Linked DNA regions of Mus musculus: regions 1 and 2 are each linked to region 3. The links are chromatin contacts, called in public HiChIP or PLAC-seq and promoter capture Hi-C maps. All regions are on one chromosome and are shown on one strand. The core of a region is the stretch at or near the end of the contact, and the rest is flanking DNA. Distances in the headings are between cores, read along the strand shown. Region 1 holds the start of Crb2 (crumbs family member 2). Region 2 holds the start of Strbp (spermatid perinuclear RNA binding protein). Region 3 holds the start of Ggta1 (glycoprotein galactosyltransferase alpha 1, 3).

The links. Promoter capture Hi-C pulls out the DNA fragments that hold promoters and counts their contacts. HiChIP or PLAC-seq counts read pairs in DNA pulled down with a chosen protein or histone mark.
Region 1: an H3K27ac HiChIP or PLAC-seq map of epiblast stem cells shows a contact between it and region 3, with 14 times the contacts expected there. The contact joins the promoter of Crb2 here to the promoter of Ggta1 in region 3. A contact is called at or near these places in 1 of 39 promoter capture datasets (the C10 cell line), 1 of 484 Hi-C or Micro-C datasets (B cells) and 1 of 115 datasets of contacts at active chromatin or transcription factors (epiblast stem cells).
Region 2: a promoter capture Hi-C map of pre-B cells shows a contact between it and region 3, with 5 times the contacts expected there. The contact joins the promoter of Strbp here to the promoter of Ggta1 in region 3.

Annotation. Positions count from the first base shown.
Region 1 is chr2:37,774,986-37,778,685 of GRCm38.p6, reverse strand. It overlaps Crb2 (crumbs family member 2), which reads right to left and starts at 2,437. Exons shown (of 13, transcript NM_001163566.1): 1 at 2,240-2,437. The coding sequence starts at 2,345.
Region 2 is chr2:37,701,518-37,704,770 of GRCm38.p6, reverse strand. It overlaps Strbp (spermatid perinuclear RNA binding protein), which reads left to right and starts at 1,426. Exons shown (of 18, transcript NM_001379315.1): 1 at 1,426-1,579.
Region 3 is chr2:35,459,397-35,462,740 of GRCm38.p6, reverse strand. It overlaps Ggta1 (glycoprotein galactosyltransferase alpha 1, 3), which reads left to right and starts at 1,292. Exons shown (of 8, transcript NM_001145821.2): 1 at 1,292-1,546.

The sequences.
Region 1 (3,700 bases), core at 1,188-3,687, 2.3 Mb before region 3:
GTGAGGTTGAGGGGGTCCTGCCCATCCCCTACATTACGGATTCAGATCACTGGTGCATTTAGTCTGGAAACAATCCTTGGAACGAATGATGACTCATTTAACAGAGGTACAAGGAAGAGCTGTAACCAACCACCTAGAGTACCACTCCTGCTGTGGTCCAGGCCCTGCTGCAGCATGCTGCTCTTGTGACCTTAAACAAGTTGGGATCTTCTCTGGACTTTGCCTAACTGTTCTGTAAACAGAGAGGTAGAAAGCCAGCTTCCCTGGATGCCGGGAGGGTTAAAATCTCTCTACACAGTGGATCACGCATCAGCAAACCTTCCCTGGAGCCCAGTAGCCAGCAGACCCCACATTATTTAGAAGTATACAGAGTCCCTGTTGCTCTCCTACCGCCCCACCTCTTAAGTTGGAGGAGGGGCCAGGTTTGGGGAAGACTGGCTGCCCCTTTGTGCACTGCACTCCCTGGGTGTTCAGGGAAGGGGTGGGGGTGGGAACAACTCGACATGTTCCATTGTAGTCCAAGATGCCTTATCCTCTCCATAGCAACCAGCAATCCTCTGCTGTGGAGTGGCTGGGATGGAGGGGCCCAGCTCAGAGCCTGGCAGGGAGGGCATCGGGTCTGGTCCAGAACTTTCATCTCCTCTGGGATGGAAATTAGCTTTCAAGTCACAAAGTCCCTAGCACCGCCCTTTGCTCAGTCAGCTCTGGGTAATCGTGCTTGTAGAGCCCCCAACTCTAGCTTCAGGGATCCCCAGAGATGGACTCTGCACACAGAATTCCCGGGGCAATGGCCCCTGAGAGCCTGTTGGAGTTCTGGGGAAATATACACCACTGTTTGCCAATCTCACAGACCATATGTGTGTAAGTGCATATAAGTCAATGCAGGCCTGCTGGTGTGTACCTAGTGGGTGAATGCAGCCATGTGCTATGTATATGATGATACACAGTAGGTTCATTAGCAAGTTCACCAGTGAGCTCACAGGGGAGACCTGGCATGTGCCTGTGGACACCTGTCCTGTTGTAGTATGTACCCTAGTCCCTGCCACACATCTGTGCAGCTGCCATGGGCATCTGTGTACTGCATGTGGAACAGATCCAAAGTGCACAGCCCAGAACCTCACGCCCTAATGTACAGACAGCCTGGAGTTGCCTGGTTTCTCCACCCTCATTTGCCTCAGGTACCAGCTTCTTCTAGGTCCCTTCCCTCCTCAACCTTCATTTGGTTTCCTCCCTAAAACAGGTCCTCGCTGTACCCAGGGTCCTCATCCTCCCCCTTTCCACAGAGAAGAGGCAATAACGGCTTTGTAGGCAGGCAGGGGGAATGCCACTGGTGGGGTTCACCTATTGCAGGGGAAGCCGGGCCCTCCCTACTGCCCTCGTAACTATAGTGACCAAGCCAAAGCGTCCTCCAGACCCCCCAGTAGGAATTCCAGGCTCAGTGTTGAATGCACTTGGACAAAGCCAATGTACTGGCTGCCTGGGCTGGCTTCAGGGAGCCCTTCCAGCATAGTTGAGGAATGCCAGAAACCTGCTGCAGGGACACACACGTATGATCCCGAATCCCTAGCCATTCCAAAGACCCGGAACAGCTCTACCGGTTGCCCCTCAAGTGCTGGCAGAGGACCCATAGAAGGGAGCAATGAGGGCAAGCTCTCCCCTAACCCTGGTTCTCTTCCCCCTCCCCTATCTTAATCTAGCCCCACCCACACCCACACCTCCCGTTGCCAGGAAAGGCCAGTTGAACATGCCGGACAACTTACAGCTAGTTCAGCGAGGACACAACTCTCAACAATCAATCCCCTCAAACAGAACGTCCACCCACCGGGCAACTTTACATGTCACCTGCATCCCAGGTCAACACGTGACTCCGGCAGACTCTATGGAGATTGCCTGAGTTTGCTGAAACTTCTCCAATTCACGCATTTCCATCTATCCCGGCACGCTTTCCCTAAGTGGCTCCTCACACCAAGATTCCCAGCTTTTCCCTCAACACACTACGCCACACCACACCAGCTCTCCCAGACTGGCTTCTACAGACCACACCAGCCCTCATCCTCCTGGCCCCACCGCATAGACTCCTCAGTCTGAAGCCTCCAGAACACTCCGAGCTCTCCAAGTGAGTCCCAAGACACCCGCACTGTCCCCACACTGTCTAGGGCCCGGGACACTCTTGCCTCTAGCATCACCATTCTCTCAGGCCAGCCCAGCCACGCTCACCCCCAGGCCCAGCCACACTCACCAGCCGGGACCCAAGGCAGCAGCAGCAGCAGCAGCAGTAGCAGTAGCAGCAACAGGGGGTAAATATCTCGTCTAGGGCCCCAAATCCTAGGCCCCACCAGCGCCATGGCAGCCGGCTCTGCCTGCCTGCCTGCCTGCCTGCCTGCGGGAACCCTCTGCTCGGCGGGCTCCGCGCCCCTGCGTCCCTCCAACCAGCACTGACGAGGTGGACAGAGGCCCGGCCCCTCCTCCAGCCCTCCCCCTCCGCCCCGCCTCCCACTGCTCCTCCCCGGACAGGATCCTCCCGGAGGGTCTGACCCACCGCTCCTCACAAACACCAGCCCCTTCGGAGGCCTCAGCTCCATCCAGGCAAGGCCCTGGGCCTGACCCTGGGTCTCAGTGCACAAGCCCTCTTGCCAGGCGGTCCAGTCCATGGGGCCAGCCAAGATTCCTGGGGCTTGTCCGACTACCCCGCAGTTTCAGGCCTGCCTTGCTTGAGCTCAGAAGCGCTCCCATCCGTCCTCACTTAACCTGCCCCTTCCACACCTGAGATAACAAGGCTCCTCCCCTCCTATCACAGGGGCTCCTGTCCTCGCTGCCCACTAGGTCCTACCCAGCCACACAGATCCTGTTCTTGTGACTATCAGTAAGGTAGTAACTGGGCCCCAGAGCACGTGCCCCCTGACTCCCTTCTATCCTTCCCACCCCCTCACCAGCCAAACGGAGCCCTTTCGTCTCCCCATTTGCCCTTGATCTTTGTCTCTGGTGTTTGCAACTTTAGAAATGTCCCTGCTGTCCAAGGCGGACCTTTCCGCTGAGTGGCTGCTCTACCGAAAATAGTGCTCCGATGCTGTTCCCACCCTTCTTCCTGAAAAGTCCTTCTCTTTGTCTAACCTCACAGTCACATGTTGCACTGGGTGGAGCCAGGAGTTCTCATCATCTCAAAACACACTGGCACATAAAAAAGCATCTCTTCTTCCATGGCCTGCTGCCCCAAGTGGGGCAGCATCTTATTTTAAAGGGAACTACCTTCTTGAAATGAGCCCCTGGCAGATGACAATGTCTGGCCCAGGTCAGTGATGGTGGATTCTGTCCCTGAAGGCTCTGGACTCTGCTGTGTCTGGCAAAGTAGCAATTGGGGGCTATGGCATGTCCTTGGAGAAACATCAGGTGAGACAATGAGCATCACAGGGTATCGGTAGCCAGCCAGAGGGCTGCTGGTTCCCCTGGGTCCCCAGAGCTCAGGAAGAGACTGAAACCATAGGCCTGGCTAACCAGCCCTGTAGCCTCTCCAGAATTAGAGGCCTGCCCTGTTTTCTGGGACACCCACTCCAGTTGTCTCTTGACCTGGAACTCCCATCGCTAATCTTGAGGAAGTCATGCTCCACTCTTGGGGGAGCACAGCTAAACATATAGGCACCTAACATGCCTGAATGACACGGAGTTTACTCGCTCTCAGTCTATTGTGTCTGTCATCTGTAAA
Region 2 (3,253 bases), core at 177-2,676, 2.2 Mb before region 3:
TGTTACAGACCTGGGGATAGCTAGGAAAGGACAGCTTTGTTGTTAATGAAGTGTCAAGGAGGGGCAATGGGAAGTGTGTATGTCCTGAAGTTGAAGGCCATACTCAAAGCTTTTTAACTCTAAGTATTAACATATTCTGTGAATGAAGTACTGAGGTCATATATTTTGGTAGTGCTGTGGATGCAACCCTGGACTTTGTCCATGTCAGGCAAGTATTATTGAGAATCATTTCCAGTCCAGAGCTGTTAATATTTGAGTCTGGTACAGGAGCAAGATGAGAAGGGGACCTACCAGGGGGAGTGTGGGAGGTCAGTCCCCTACTGTCTGCTCAAATTAAGTGGGGTTCTTTGCTAGGTTTGCTTTAGGCTAAGGACCTTGACTTATTCTTCAGTGCATTCTAGCACCCTGCCGAGTGTGGAGCATGCAACACACACTAAGCATGGGCTGAACCCCCTGGGAGAATGCTAGGCACTAAGAAGATGCCAACGTAGAGCTGTAAAATAAAACTTGAACCTTTTATTTCTTTCCCAGTACCACCGTTGGAACAAAGTGGGTAGGTGTTTAGCTAGACTACTCCAGACCTAAGGAGGGAAATAAGGAGGGAAAGGATTTCCCGGGCCATTAAGGGTGGAGTAGGGAGAGGAGATTTTGATTTTTGTTCAGTGCTTGCTATGTGCCAGGAAAATTCATATCTATTGTTTTATGCCATCTGCTCAACGGCTCTTAAATAGGAATTACAGTTTTAGTTTTTGTGAAGTGGAAACTGAAGCTCGAGCGGTTCGGTAACTTGGCCAAGGTCACACAACCGGCAAGTGGGAGGGGGAGCGAATCAAGGAGGGATCGGAGTCTCTTACTCAGCCAAGGTACTGCCTGCCCCTCCTCCACCCGGGAGGCATTGCGGCGCTTACTCCGTTAGCGTAAAGGCCGAGGCTGGAGCTGGAGAAGCATCCCGCACCGGGACGCAGAACCTGGGGAAGCCGGCTCTCATTGCGGCCGGGAGCAGCTCTCAGAACCTGCAGTTACGAAGTTAATGCGCGCTTAGCTCTTTTCAGCAGTTGGCCTCCGCCCAGCAACGCTTACCGCCGCAGGCACAGCGGGGCTCAGGTACGGTTTGCGGCCCGGGCTAGGCGCCGCGAGGTGGGCGGGACGCAGTTTACGTAAGCGGTCTCGCAGGTGCAGGCGGCGGCCGCGGGCCTGAGCGCCCTGCGCGCTCCCAGGTGCGCAGTTGACGCAGGCGACAGCGCGGCGCGGCGGCGGCGGGCGCTGGCCGGAGCTCTCAGGTGCGGCAGAGCGCGCGTGCAGGGGGCGCGCGGAGGGCGATGGGGCGGGCTTTCCGTTCCCCAGCAGCCGCGGGCCCCGCCCCCTGGATCGGCCAATGGGCGTGCTCGGCGGCGTCACGTGCTTGCCGCCGCCGCCGCGGTCGCTGCCGAAGCCGAGCTCGGATCCGCGAGCGCCACCAAGGCAGCAGCCGCCGCAGCCGCCGCCGCTGTGCTGAGGAGCCGGAGACGCGGGCGGACGAGGTGGCGGCGGCGGCGGAGCGGGAGCGGGGAGCGGACGCGGGCGGAGCGCGGCGGCGCGGGTAGGCTGCGGCGGGGCCGGCGCCTGCGCGGCGGGCCGTCCCGGGCGGGCGGCGGTTGAGGCGGCGGTTGAGGCAGTTGGCGGAGGCTGCCCGGGCCCCGCATTGTTTGTTGTGCGTCCTTAGCAGCGGCGGCGGCTGCTGAGGCGAGGAGCGCGGCGCAATCCCAGCCCCGCGGCTTGAGCTTTGTGGTCGCCGCCGCGGTACCCGGCCGGTCCGCGTCAGGACTGCGGGTCGCCTTGCTTGCTTTCGGGGTCGGGGTCGCGGGTCCCGGCCCTGAACCTCCCGAGGGCGTGGGCAGCGTGCGGGGCGCCAGCTCTGGGGAGGTGGGAGGGTTCCGGACTCGGGGCAGGTGCTGGAGGACGTTGCGGGCAAGAGCTGGGGAGAGGCTCGGGGGGCGGGCACAGGGTGTGGGCAGATTTGGGTGTAAGGGAGCGTTGAGGGACCCGGCCCCACGGTGACCAGGGCCTCAAGGGCACGCCTGGGGGACCCATGGGGGCCTAGGTCGGGCTCGAGAGGGAAGGAGGACGTTCCGTTTGGGGATTCGGATGGGTGTGTAGGGGGATTTGGGGCGGGCAGGGGCAAGTGAGGTGGTGGAGGGAGGGACAAGATGGGCACCTCTAGGCAGAAATGGAAGGAGCAGATGCCCTGGTTAGCGCTGCTTGTGAGGGGCAGAGAATGGGGCAGGCAGCGGGAAGGCCACCGGACGCCTGAAGGGAAATGGCGGAGGAGGGGTCCGTAGCTGGGAGTGTGGCGAGCAGGCTGAGCCCCAAAAGATGGAGGGAAGGAGTGTCAGAGGAGGGGGTTCTCTCAAATGGTGGCGGTTGAAATTGAGGGTATTCAGGCAGGAGATGTCTGTCTGTGTGTGTGCGCCCAGGACGTCAGGAGTTCCCTAGTGAGTATCTGGCTGGGAAGTATGGAAGGAGACAGGAAGGGGTTGACAGGCTTGGGGAAAATGGCTTGGTTCTGTATTCAGGGTAGAGGAGGATAGAGCAAGTGGGAGGAGGAGTGGTTTACACAGGTACTGAGTTTGAGGGCTTTGGGAGAGAAATGGGGATAAGGAGGTTATGTGGAGGTTTTAGGTTGGGTGGAGAGAGATGTCAAGGCAGGAGGTGTGTGTAGCAGTAAAAGGGCAGCAGAAGTGAGTGAAGCGGAGGGTGTTTGTGTGAGAAATTCTAGTGGGCACCAGCAGAAGAGGAAACCTTGAGGTTGGGAGCACCCTGGAAAGGGATGGGGTGTGTGGCAGGATGGAGAGTGGGGTGGTGAGCAGAAGGGAGGGAGAGGAAATATGGGAGTGGTAGGTAAGGTGTGTGTGTGTGTAAATGGAAATATTCCCAGGGCAGGAGGTGTGGAGAGAAGTTGGGAATGAGGAGGAAGATGGAAGCGGGGGTATGTTTGAAGGGAAATCAGTAGTAGGATGTAGGGGGTATGTTTGAAGGGAAATCAGTAGTAGGATGTAGAGGAAATGAAAGGAGTAGGCAGGGGACAGAAGAAAGGGTATTTTGTAGTAGAAAATGTAAAGGAATAGTACTTATACTGAAGGAAAGGAGAGGTGTTTATGGGTTTATGGCTGTAGCTAGAAGGACAGTTGTATGGAGTTGGTGTGCTGAGGGAAGTAGGATGCTCATGTTTAAAGCAGGAAATGACTGTCAGAGAGGGTTCAGAAGTAGGTTACTT
Region 3 (3,344 bases), core at 43-2,542:
TTTCTTTTTTTTTTTTTTTTGCTGGTTTCAGGCTTTTTTCTGCCTGAGTGGAGATGAAACATCACTCCTCCCACAGATGGGAAAGAGGTGCAGGTTGGGGTAAAGTGAGGGACACCCGATGCATCACACGTGCATCACGCCGGACGTTGTGTTGGGGGTGGGGGTGGGAGTGGACTCTCTAGGCTCCCACTCCTCGGGTCGGCGCACGCCACTTGCCTGCGCCCTAGGCCGCCGAGCTCTGCAGGGGCCAGAGGCGCGCACCCCACCCGACACACCCGGACAGAGCAGCGGCCGGGTCTCCTACAGCGCAGGGCGCCGCCCGCCCGCCCGCCCGCCCGCGTGGTCCCGTCTCCAGCGCAGCAGACAACACACACCCGGCCTGCTTTTGCGGATCAGGTGGGTCCCGCCGGGCGTCTGACACTGAAGCCACGCGAGGGCTTCAGTGGGGAGGAGGTGTGGGCGAGCGGGAGCGCCGCTATTCCGGCCCAGCCCTACCTCGGTCCTTGCTTTTGTCCTGGTCACTCGATCATTTCCTCTGTATCCACTTCTGAACTCTAGGCTCTGTCCCACCCTGAACAGTGTCGCTGCATCTGTTTGCTTACTGGGGTCTCCCGCCACCTTCCCTCGCTATCCGAATAGCTGATATTCAGGGCAGCACAGGGCAGCACAGGGCAGGGCAGGGCAGGGCAGGGCGAGTAGGGCAGATCAGATCCTGGGACCACCGGTACTAACCAGTGAGTGTAGAAAGCAGGAGGTGTCTTTTCCTACTGTAGTTAGGACAGGGCGGGTTGGCTCTTCTTATGGACAAGATGGAAAAGGGGTGCAGGTAGGGGCAAAGTGAGAGACACTCGAATTTGAGAGACAGACAGACTCCTAACAGTGAAGGAAGGACCAAGCCAAAATCAAGCCTGGGCAAAGTCTCAGGCACTAACTTTGCTGTGTTGGGTGATGGGAGGTAATCTCGTCACAACTTTTCAAACCACCTCGTTCCCACTGCAAGGAGACACCATCAAGTGTTTGAAGATGGCAGGGGAACCTCTCAACAAAACACACACACAAACGTTTTATTATTTTATATTTATTTTGCATGCAAAGTACTGTGTTTCATTATGGCATTTTCATACATATGCGATTGCACAAACTCTTGAAAATCATCCAAGAAACAGCAAAGCGGGAAATAATGTTGTGGGGGGGGGGCGCGGAGGAGAGAGAACAGAGACTGGAGAGAGTGCTGTCCTCCTTGCTGCGGGGGCCAGGAAGAGGCTAGGAGGGCGGGGATGTCAACGCCACTAGCTCCTCCCTCAGGAAGGACCCCAGGGACTCTTATTTTTGTAGTTTTGCTTGTCTGGGCCACTATCGGCCCCAGAACAGATCTGACTGCCTCTTTCATTCGCCCGGAGGTAGATAGGTGTGTCTTAGGAGGCTGGAGATTCTGGGTGGAGCCCTAGCCCTGCCTTTTCTTAGCTGGCTGACACCTTCCCTTGTAGACTCTTCTTGGAATGAGAAGTACCGATTCTGCTGAAGACCTCGCGCTCTCAGGCTCTGGGTAGGCAAAGGCGAGGGGGCTCGCCATGGCTCGGGTTGTCCAGGGATTGGGGCATCAGGACTACGGGAGTCTCTGCCTTTTGATAGTGCTTCCTTACAGTTATTTTTGGGAGTAGTTGCTTCTTCCTGATGGGAGCCGCGTGCGGGTCCAAGCTATCTTTTGCAAGTAACAGGTGTCTGGTGACTAAATGCAGGGCTGAACACTTCACTTGGGATTACCTGGTTCCAGGGACTTTGAGTATTGGCGCAGGCCCCAAATGGCCTAGGAGGGGTACCTGGAGACCCTGGCTCCTGCTCCTGTGATCTTACTACATAGAACCGATTCTTTTATTTCTACTTTCTGTGTTAGGAACGCCCCAAGAGGATGTTTTGGGGAGGCCTCCTGTCCCCATTCCCTGTGATTAGGGTCAGTTTTCAGTGGAATGCCTGAGATCAGAAGGCGGGAGATCAATTGATTACTGTCAATGGCCCCCTGTGGCTAAACTTTACCGGAAGCTTTCTCAGTCACAGAGCAGGAAAGGCCGCCTTGCACTGGCCATACTGACTCTGAGCAGCCATTTGCCCGGTTTCTGACACTTCTGAGCCAGGGGCTGACCATGGGTTTTATTCCCTGTGCACTTCTGGGTCTTGGTGAAACTTTTAGTGTACATGGGTCTCTTAGGTTCCCCAGCCTAACAGGATAAGCTTGGCACTGTTGGCTGGATTTATAGAGAAGGAAATCAAAGTTGGGAGAAGCCAAGTCACTGGTTTATGGGTGCTCAGGGTTTGGATTGAATCTGAGGTTGGAATGCACTCCAGCCAGCCTCTAAGGCTTGTGTGCTTCCTGTTTGTTTGTTTGGAGTGTGTGGTTTTGTTTTGTTTTGTTTTGTTTTGTTTTGTTTTGAGACAGGGTTTCTCTGTGTAGCCCTGGCTGTCCTGGAACTCATTCTGCAGACCAGGCTGGCCTCGAACTCAGAAATTCCCCTGCCTCTGCCTCCCAAGTGCTGGGATTAAAGGCGTATGCCACCACAACCTGGTTGCTCACTTTCTATTCAGCATCTCCCACCATGGCAAGAAAACGACTAAGGAACAGATGGCATGACTCTGGGGGGAAGGGCTGGGGAGAGTGGAAGGGAAGAGGTAGTGGGTGGGGCTGAGCATTTCAACAGGTGCAGTTCAGGTATAAATATTATTTTTTGAAGTGAATATGCTTTCTGATAAATAATCAGGGGTCTTTACAAGTTATTTACTAATTTTTAATTACACTCTAATTTACGTACACTAAAATACATAAACCGTAAGCATTCTTGGTTTTAATGAGTTGGAAGGTTTTTAGAGGGACAGTCCTTGTGTTTGGTCTAGGCTGGTCATTTTCTGAGAAGTGGCTGAAGTCTTGTGTGACAAAACTTTTGCCAGGGGATACAGCACACCTGTCTACTCACCTGGATAGTGAGTCCAGGGCAGACCAAAATACGGATACCACCAAAATCCAACTTGGCGGACCCCAGAGCTTTATTAATGTTATTTATGGGAATATAGGTGAGGGGTTACTTACAGAAGTATACATGACTCATGGATAGCTGTATCATCAAAGGACAGGTGACAAGTCACAAAAGCTGGGAACCTGGAGCATAGCCTTCAGATAATTCAATAGTTGGAGAGTACCCTTTCCAGGTAACTGATCTAAACCTGGTCTAGGCAGTCCAGCTGGTTTCTGCTTCTTCCAGGCAGCTGGTCTGGTCTCAGAGTCTTCTTTGCAGCTCAGCTTCTATCAGTCTGAGAGTAACTCTCAGTTTTTATTGCTTGCTCTTGTAGGGAGG